2 separate regions of the Oryctolagus cuniculus genome follow, and region 2 is linked to region 1. Evidence: chromatin contacts called from public Hi-C data. All regions are on one chromosome and are shown on one strand. Each heading gives the region's core, a stretch centred on a gene start, on an enhancer-like site or on the middle of the called end of the contact. The rest is flanking DNA. Distances are from core to core; before and after follow the strand shown. Region 1 overlaps CORO1C (coronin 1C). Region 2 holds the start of CORO1C (coronin 1C).

Region 1 (4,011 bases), core at 813-3,312:
GCAAATTTTACAAAAGGAAAATAGCTAAGCAGGATTTCACCAAAATAAAAGGCTTGTGATTTGAAGGACCTATTAAGAAAGTTAAGGAGCGGGCACTGTCACAGAATAGACGGGCTGGAATACCACATCCCGTGTCGGATCAAGTTCCGGCTATTCCTCCCAATCCGGCTCCCTACTGATGCATCCTGGAAGACAGCAGCTCTTGGCTTCAGTGTTTGGGCCTCCCACGTGGAGTCCTGGGTTCAGAACTGCAGCCTGGCCCAGTCTTAGCTGTTAGAGGCATCTGGGGAGTGAACCAATTGTTCTGCCTTTCAGACAGGTAACAACAAATAAAAACATTTTTAAGAAAGATTTATTTATTTGAAAAGAGTGAGAGACCTTCCATCTACTGGTTTATTTCCCAGACAGCTGGAAGACCCAGGCCAAAGCCGGAAGCCAGGAAGGAACTCCATCCTGATCTCCCACGTGGGTGGCAGGGACCGAGGCCAGCTGCTGCTGCCCTCCCAGGCACATTGGCAGGGAGCTGGTCAGAAGTACAACAGCCAGGGCTGGAGCCAGTGCTTCCATATGGGATTCCAGAGCTGCAGGCAGTGGCTTACCCTGCGCCACACTGCCAGCGCAGGTAAGAATGTTTTTTGAAAAAAGAAAGGGAAAACATGCAAAATGGGAGAAAATAAGCTGCAAGCCGTACACCTGATGAGGCACTTGTACTAGAACGTATGAAGAACTCTGACACCTCAGCAAGACAAACGACCCAGTTTAAACATGGCCAGCAGGGAGTGGGTGGGCAGTGGTCTAGTGGTTAGGACACCGCATCCTATACCTGAGCACTGAGTTCAAGTCCTAGCTCCACTCCTGATTCCAGCTCCCTGCTAATGCACACCCTGGGAGGCAGCAGGTGACGCCTCAAGTACTTGGGTCCCTGCCACTTCACTACGAGACCTGGATGGAGCCCCAGGCTCCCAGCTTCTGGCTAGCCCAGCCCTGGTCACTGTGGGCATTCAGGGCATGAACCAGAGATGGGAATTGTCTGTCTCTTGCTCTGTTTCTCAGCCTCTCAAATAAATTTAGGGGGAAAAGAAGGATTAATGGGCAAGGAATCTTACTAGACATTTCTAGAGAAAGATATACAAGTGGGGGAAGAAAAACCCATATGAAAGGATGCTTGACATTATTAGCCAAAAGGTGGAGGCAAAACCCAGCGAGGGCTGAGTGACACATCCATACGATGGAGTACTACAACCCCGAGACAACACGGGGAAGCCTGCAGAAAATGCTGAGTGAGAGAAGCCAGGCCCCAAAGACCACTCCTCTAGGATGCCATGTCTGAGACGTTCGGAACAGGAAATGACAGCGGGACAAGTGGTTGGCAGTTGCTTAGTGTTGAGGAGCAGGGGAGGCGGTGATAGACAGGAGGTGGGATTTCCTTCTGAGGTGACGAAAACATTGTACAAGGTGATGGCTGTCCACATCCAGGACTATCCCCAAAGTCACTGGAGCGTGCAGTTGACACGTGTGACCTCAGTGTGAGCTAAGGCTCAGCAGGCTGTGTTTTACAAATCTTCTTACAGGTGAAGACATGCGGGGGTGGGAAAGGCGTCAGCCCGGAAGGGGCAGGAGACTCTTCAACCACGGAGGACCAAGCGGATGAAAGGCTGAGACACAGAAACAGCCTCCCAGATAAAAGGAGCGATTCCTGGGGAGCCGGGTAGCACCAGGACTCTGTGGAAGACGGCCATACTGAACAATATTTATGTTTATGAAAAGGCTGAGTCTGAAATAACTGTCTCCTTTAATAGGAAGTTTAAAGTACATTTACCGTCACACGCAGATTTTAAGGAAGCAGTTCATGAGAGATTTAGAAACTGCCAGAGAAAAATCACATTTAGCAGTGGAACAAGTGAGAGAATTTTCCTTGTGGGGATTTTTTGAAGGAGACAAACAACTGCCTGTTTTCCATCCCTGGGCGGAAGGGAGAGACGTGGCTTACAGGGGTGTTGAAAGCTTAGCTCAGCTCTGCATCTCGTGCAAACGAGGACAGAGTCTGCCATCCCGAAGAGTGGGAAGAAGTCGTGAGCCGAGTGAGTCACTCCTTTTACAGCCAAATGCTGCCCAAGCTAAATATAACCTCTTATGCAAATCGTGGCAAAATAAGCCTGCCTTCTGGGGGTCTCAGCCTAGCTGCCACCGAATTTCCCACGAACACACCAGGCCCCTACCCATCCCTCGGCACATGCGCAAGGTGGGAAACCTCCCCCTGTGCAGCCAGCCTTCCCCCTGCCAGGGACATGGCCACTGCTTCCCCCAGAAGTGTAAGCTTGCTTTCACCCTGCTATGCATTCTTTTTATTCAAGGGTTTACAATTAGTAAAACATCTCCAAATTGAACTTGGCTATTGTAATTTAAAGCAGGTTTGAAATCTTACACAGAACAAAACAGAAAGCAATGGCTACTGATTTGAGCAGAATGAAGCTGACAGAGAAACAATTATGAAATGGGGTCTTAGCCATTCAAGAGGAAATGCATTTTGTAGGATGAAGTCTGACCTATGCATAGAACGGAAAGAAAAGCAATACCACCCACCGCCTTCAGGTGGCAGCCTAACCACACACTGCTGGGTTTTCTCCCAAGGACCGAAAACTGCCTACCTCAGACCAGGACTGAACGTGCATTTCTAGACCCCTGCAGAGGTATGAAGGCACGGGAGGCTTTGCTTATAATCAGCATTCCAACTTTAAATACCAGGGCAGAAGCAGAGCTTCTCCATCCACCTTTTTCTTGGACTGAAACGAAATTTTAATGGAGTAAAACATTCATTGTATAACTTTTTTTTAATGTTTTTTTTTTTTTTTTTTTTTTTTTTTTTGACAGGCAGAGTGGATAGTGAGAGAGAGAGAGACAGAGAGAAAGGTCTTCCTTTGCCGTTGGTTCACCCTCCAATGGCCACCGCGGCCAGCACGCTGCGGCCGGCGCTCCACGCTGATCCGATGACAGGAGCCAGGTGCTTCTCCTGGTCTCCCATGGGGTGCAGGGCCCAAGCACTTGGGCCATCCTCCACTGCACTCCCGGGCCACAGCAGAGAGCTGCCCTGGAAGAGGGGCAACCAGGACAGAATCCGGCGCCCCGACCAGGACTAGAACCCGGTGTGCCGGCGCGGCAAGGTGGAGGATTAGCCTAGTGAGCCACGGCACCGGCCTCATTGTATCACCTTTAAGATGAGGAAACTCTCTTCCTTTCTCACCTAACTTCTGGTGGCTCTAAGGATCCCCTCATTTGGGTGTATGCATTGGACACGAGCACCTCAGCGCGTCACTCTTAGCCACACACTCACGACTGAATGCCAGCACAAGAGCAGCCTCGTACGGTGGGACACGGGCCCTGCTCACAGCAAACACAGGGCTTCTGTTAGACTGAAGATCAAAGAGAGAAATATACATGTGATGCAGAGGGGTGGCCAATCCTGCCAGCCCTGGGCAAACAACCCAGCAACCGTGCACATCACCATGTACACATCCCAGGGTTGCTGTGGGGATTACAGGAATTGTTAAAACCCTTGGAACAGAGCCTGGCACACAAACAGTGCTTCCAAAATGTGGAGTCAGTACAGCCAGACTGATGGCTCAGTTCCCCCAAGACCGCCACTTATTAGCAGTGTGGCCTGGGGCACTCACCTGACTGATGGGCCTCATCTAGGAAACAGGGATACGAATGAACTTGCCCATGGCTTGGTGGTTGGAGGAATCCAAGACCCTCACTCAGTAAGAACTGGCTACTCTTCTTATTTGTATTATTATCTGCTAGGAAACCATATAGCATAAGCCATGCCATGCTGGCATAGCCAGACGCTGAATAAGAATGCAAATGTCCTGGGGTTACCTCCTTGCTAATAACCCAGAGGGGTCCAGCCAGGAGGGTTCCTTGAGGACAGAACCTCTAAGGACAAACAGGAGTTAAAGCAAAGAAAAGAAAGGGAGAAAATCGAGTACCCAGTCTCACACAGATGCACAAGGC
Region 2 (4,011 bases), core at 743-3,242, 54 kb after region 1:
TCTGATTTTTATACCAAGTGTTGGTTCAATCTTCAGGACACATAACCATCACCTACCACAAAACATTTCACTTTGAGGCCGAAGATACAATACAATTCCCTATTTCCAAACTGTCAGGTGCAATGCTGACTATTAAGACTTCACACTCAAATATCATGACTTTGAAACAAACCCCAAACCAAAATATTAGTTTCCTTAAGTCAGCTTCTGAAATATATAGAATGAAATCCAAAACAGACTTTTGCCCATGTATTCGGTTTTATAGAGAATGCAAAAAGTAAATTAGTATTGAACAGATATCTATTTGTCTTCACCACTGAACAGACGGTACAAAGCAACTGCTCAGACTTAATCACGTTTCCGTCTACTCTCGCAGGCCCTGGGGTTGGGACAGAGTTCCGCCACATAAGGACAATGAGATGCATTATTATATAGAGTGAGTGAGAACCCCACCGTCTTGGAACGTAATTCCAGGCAAGAAGGCTGCGAGAAGAGGGCCCAATACCTTGGGCGAACTATTTCCTAAAGCACTATATATTCGCCGGCCGGGACCAGTTTCTAAACGCTGTCTTCTTTTTCAATGTCTTTTAAGAAGGAAAAAAGCCTTTGTGTCTTGCTCTCCTGGGGGAGGCTGAACAACTTGCAATTTGCTCCTCACTCTAAATCCCACGTTTGCAACATGTAGAGCAAGCACTTCAGGCACCACAAAACAAGGGCAGCCTACATTAAAGCCAAATATAGGATGTGATTCTAAACCACGATGCAGCGAGGTCTACGTTTCCTTTTCCAGAGCTCAAAACCCTTTGAACACTCCCAAAAAAGGACGGCAGGGCCAGCACCTCCCTGCCAGAGGAAGCCCCTTTCTTCTCGGCTCTCCCCGCAGCCTGCCACTTCCCCCAGCACGCCAGATCCTTGGAGAGACCCCGCGCCGGTGCGGGTGCGCCGGCGGGGACGGGCGGGAGGGCTCGGGTCGTCCACTGCCACCCGCAACATCTGACTTCGGCCTCAGTCGATTCGAGCCCCACCTGCACCCAGCGTCCCTCGCCAGCGGCTCCGCTGTGAGGGGCGCACATCTCTCAATCACCCAGCTCCCTCGGGCGCCCCAGGGGCCCCGACCCGGCCGGGTTCTTCCTCTCTCCACCCCACCCCCCACCCCCACCCGGCCGCCAGTCCCGGCGCGGCCACTTCCCAAGCCGCCCCCACCCACGTTGCTCCAGCGCTAGCCCTGCCCCGCCCTGCCTGGCCCCCAACCCAGACCTTTGGGGGCCCAAAGCCAAGCACCCCCCAGGCCAGCCGGCCGCCCTCGCCCCTCCCAGGCAGGGCCCAGCTCGCCCCGGCCCCACGTGAGCCCTGCCCCAGCCCACCCCCCACCCACCCACTCGCTCCCTAGGGCGGCCGAAACCCCGCCCCCGGGCCTGGCGCCCCGGGGCGCAGCGCCCTAGCCTCGGGGGCCTCTCCCCACCCAGCACCGCACCCAACCAGGCGGCCGGCCTCCGACCCCCAGAAACCTTTCTTGAGCAGCCGCGTCCCGTCGGTCCCCACTCGGCCCACGGCTCCTCAGCCGACCAGGAAAGCCCTCCCCACAGGGACCCCGCCTCACGCCCCCCAGGCCAACTGGTTCTGTCCCCAACTCCCCTCCCCCCAGACCCCGAGCCTCGGGCAGCACCCCCAGCCCCAAGGCTCCGCGCCCCGCGCGCCCACTCCAGCCCAATCCCCGCCACCGGGCCCTGCCCCTCGCCCCGCCGGCTCCTGTCAGCCGGCGCCGGCACATGCTGGGAGGACAGGTCCGCCCGCCCGGCTCGCTCCCGAGCGGCCCCGCCGAGCGCGCGCCGCTCACCAGGGCCGAGGTGCCTCAGGCGCCGCCGCCACCGCCGCCGAAGTCCCAGCTGCAAAGCCCGGCGAAGCCTCCAACCGCTGCCGCCTCCCGCCTGGCACTGAGCGCCGCGCGGGGGAGGGGCACGGGCAGCCGCCGCCGCCCCTGCCGCCGCGCTCCAGCCCCGCCTCCGCGCCGCGCCGGAGCCAACCAGGGCCGCGGGGCTGGGGCGCGCCACGCCCACTTCCGGAGGGGAAGCCCGCTTCCCACCCTCCGTTCCACGCCTCCGCCTCCCCGGCGCCCCCTCTGGTCGCGCTGAGCTGTGCAGGCGGGCCACGGAGGAAGGCGATGCCCAAGCTCACGCCCTGCTCTCCAGTTCTCTGAGTGGCTGCAGGGCCACGCCCACAGGCGCCTCCGAGCCACGCCCACTGCTCCTTAGAATCTGGAGCGGGGTTCTTAGAGCTCCGCCCACTGATTCCCCGGCTCCGCAAGGCCGGCTTCTCAAAGACGGTCCTAGAAACGCTAAAAAACTGGAACGTCAGTTCCTCCTAGCCCCGCCCACTGCCCGGCCAAGCCCTCGAACCCGCGTCCCGGCTCCCTAAGCCCCGCGGCCCTTTCATTGCCGCCCGACTTCCAGAAGCCCCGCCCACTGTCCCTCTGAGCGCTGGTCGCCCAGGCCACGCCCCGAATTCGCGAATTCCCGCCCCTGCCCCCTCGGGCGCGCCGCAGCCCTGCGCCCCCTGGCCATTGTCGCTCCCCGAGCGGGGCGGCCTCCGCGGGGCCGGGCAGCACCGCCGGAGCCTCCCGCTTACTGACCGAGCGCGTTCCGCAGACGAGGACAAATGGAGCCTCCGAGGCCGCTCCCTTCCTGCCCTGGCCAAAGTCCCTGCAATGGCTGGGCACCAGCGCTGCTGCTGCCCGGCTGCCTGACCCGGGCGCGGGCGCCCCAGCCCTGAACGTGGCAAGAGTCGCTCTGTTAAAAAAGCAGAGACCCCTTCTGCAAAGCCAGGCCCGGGGGCTGGGGTTCCTCTTCAGCATCAGCCTCGGAAAGGTAGATCAAGATCCGCTGGAACCAGCGCAGCTCTCCGGCAAATGACCCGTCCTCCCTAGGGCTCAGTTTCTGCGTCTGTGAAATGGGGACGACAGCAGCAGCCCCTCCCTCCCAGGGCTAGGCAGGTGCTGAGAACCGCGCCGGGCACCTTTGGCGCGGGATGCCAGGGGACGGGTCTCGTGTTGTCTCGGAGCAGCCCCTTCCTGGCCTGGCTTGCCACTCGCTTCCTTGCGGTGAGATAAAGGTGGCCAAGTGACGCTGGAGGCAGTTCGCTGTTGTGATGAGCCCTGGCTTTAATTAAACAAGGCAGGTGGTCACCGCGGGTTTAGAGTGGTTCTGGGAGGAGGAAGACACAAAAGCCTTGGCGATGGCCCGGCAGGCCGCTGAGTAAGCTGTTAGGTTCCGGACATTTGTTTGTGTGTCGCCTAAAGACCCATGTAGTGGGCGCTTCCCAGTCTTCTGTTTTTGTTTTTGTTTTTTCTTATTCTTATTTGTATGAAAAGCAGTGACGGGGGTGGGGGGGACCGTCCATCCACTTTCACTCCCCGAATGCCCACAACATCCAGGGCTGGGCTGGGGCAAAGCCAGAAGCCCACAAATGATTCCGGGGCTCCCACGTGGGTGGCAGGGGCCCAAGCACTTGAGCTGTCATCTGCTGTCTCCCTGGGTGCACTGGTTGTCATCTGCTGTCTCCCTGGGTGCACTAGCAGGGAGCTGGAATGGAAGGCAGAGCTGGACTCAAACCCAGGGGCTCAGTCAGGCATCCCAAGAGGTGTCTTAACTGCTGAACCACGTGCCTGCCCGCCCACAGCCTTATGTTAGTGGATGAACATCAATGCTTAGTGGATTGAGTGGAGAACTGGGGCCCGCGCTGTGGTGTAGCAGGTAAAGCCGCTGCCTACAGTGCCGGCATCCCATATGGGCGCCAGTTCCAGTCCCGGCTGCTCCACTTCTGGTCCAGCTCTCTGCTGTGGCTTGGGAAAGCAGTGGAGGATGGCCCAAATGCTTGGGCCCCTGCACCCCTGTGGGAGACCTGGAGGAGTCTCCTGGCTCCTGGCTTTGGATCAGCGCAGCTCCGGCTGTTGTGGCCAGTTGGGGAGGGAACCGGGAGTGAACCAAGAGATGGAAGACCTCTCTCTCTCTCTGC

The links. A called contact is a pair of places that touch in the nucleus more often than the background predicts.
Region 2: a contact with region 1 is called in a Hi-C map of skin fibroblasts, with 4 times the contacts expected there. The contact joins the promoter of CORO1C here to the enhancer-like site in region 1. A contact is called at or near these places in 2 of 6 Hi-C or Micro-C datasets (embryonic fibroblasts and skin fibroblasts).

What each region holds. Positions count from the first base shown.
Region 1 is chr21:17,843,194-17,847,204 of mOryCun1.1, forward strand. The region is part of intron 3 of CORO1C (coronin 1C); the gene reads right to left. Among named protein-coding and RNA genes, the nearest start is that of SELPLG, 28 kb to the left of the region's middle. Within about 2 kb of position 2,063, at least 3 of the 8 cell types and tissues checked have an H3K27ac peak or open chromatin away from gene starts, as enhancers often do.
Region 2 is chr21:17,897,299-17,901,309 of mOryCun1.1, forward strand. CORO1C (coronin 1C) reads right to left here and starts at 1,993. Exons shown (of 11, transcript XM_051835883.2): 1 at 1,838-1,993.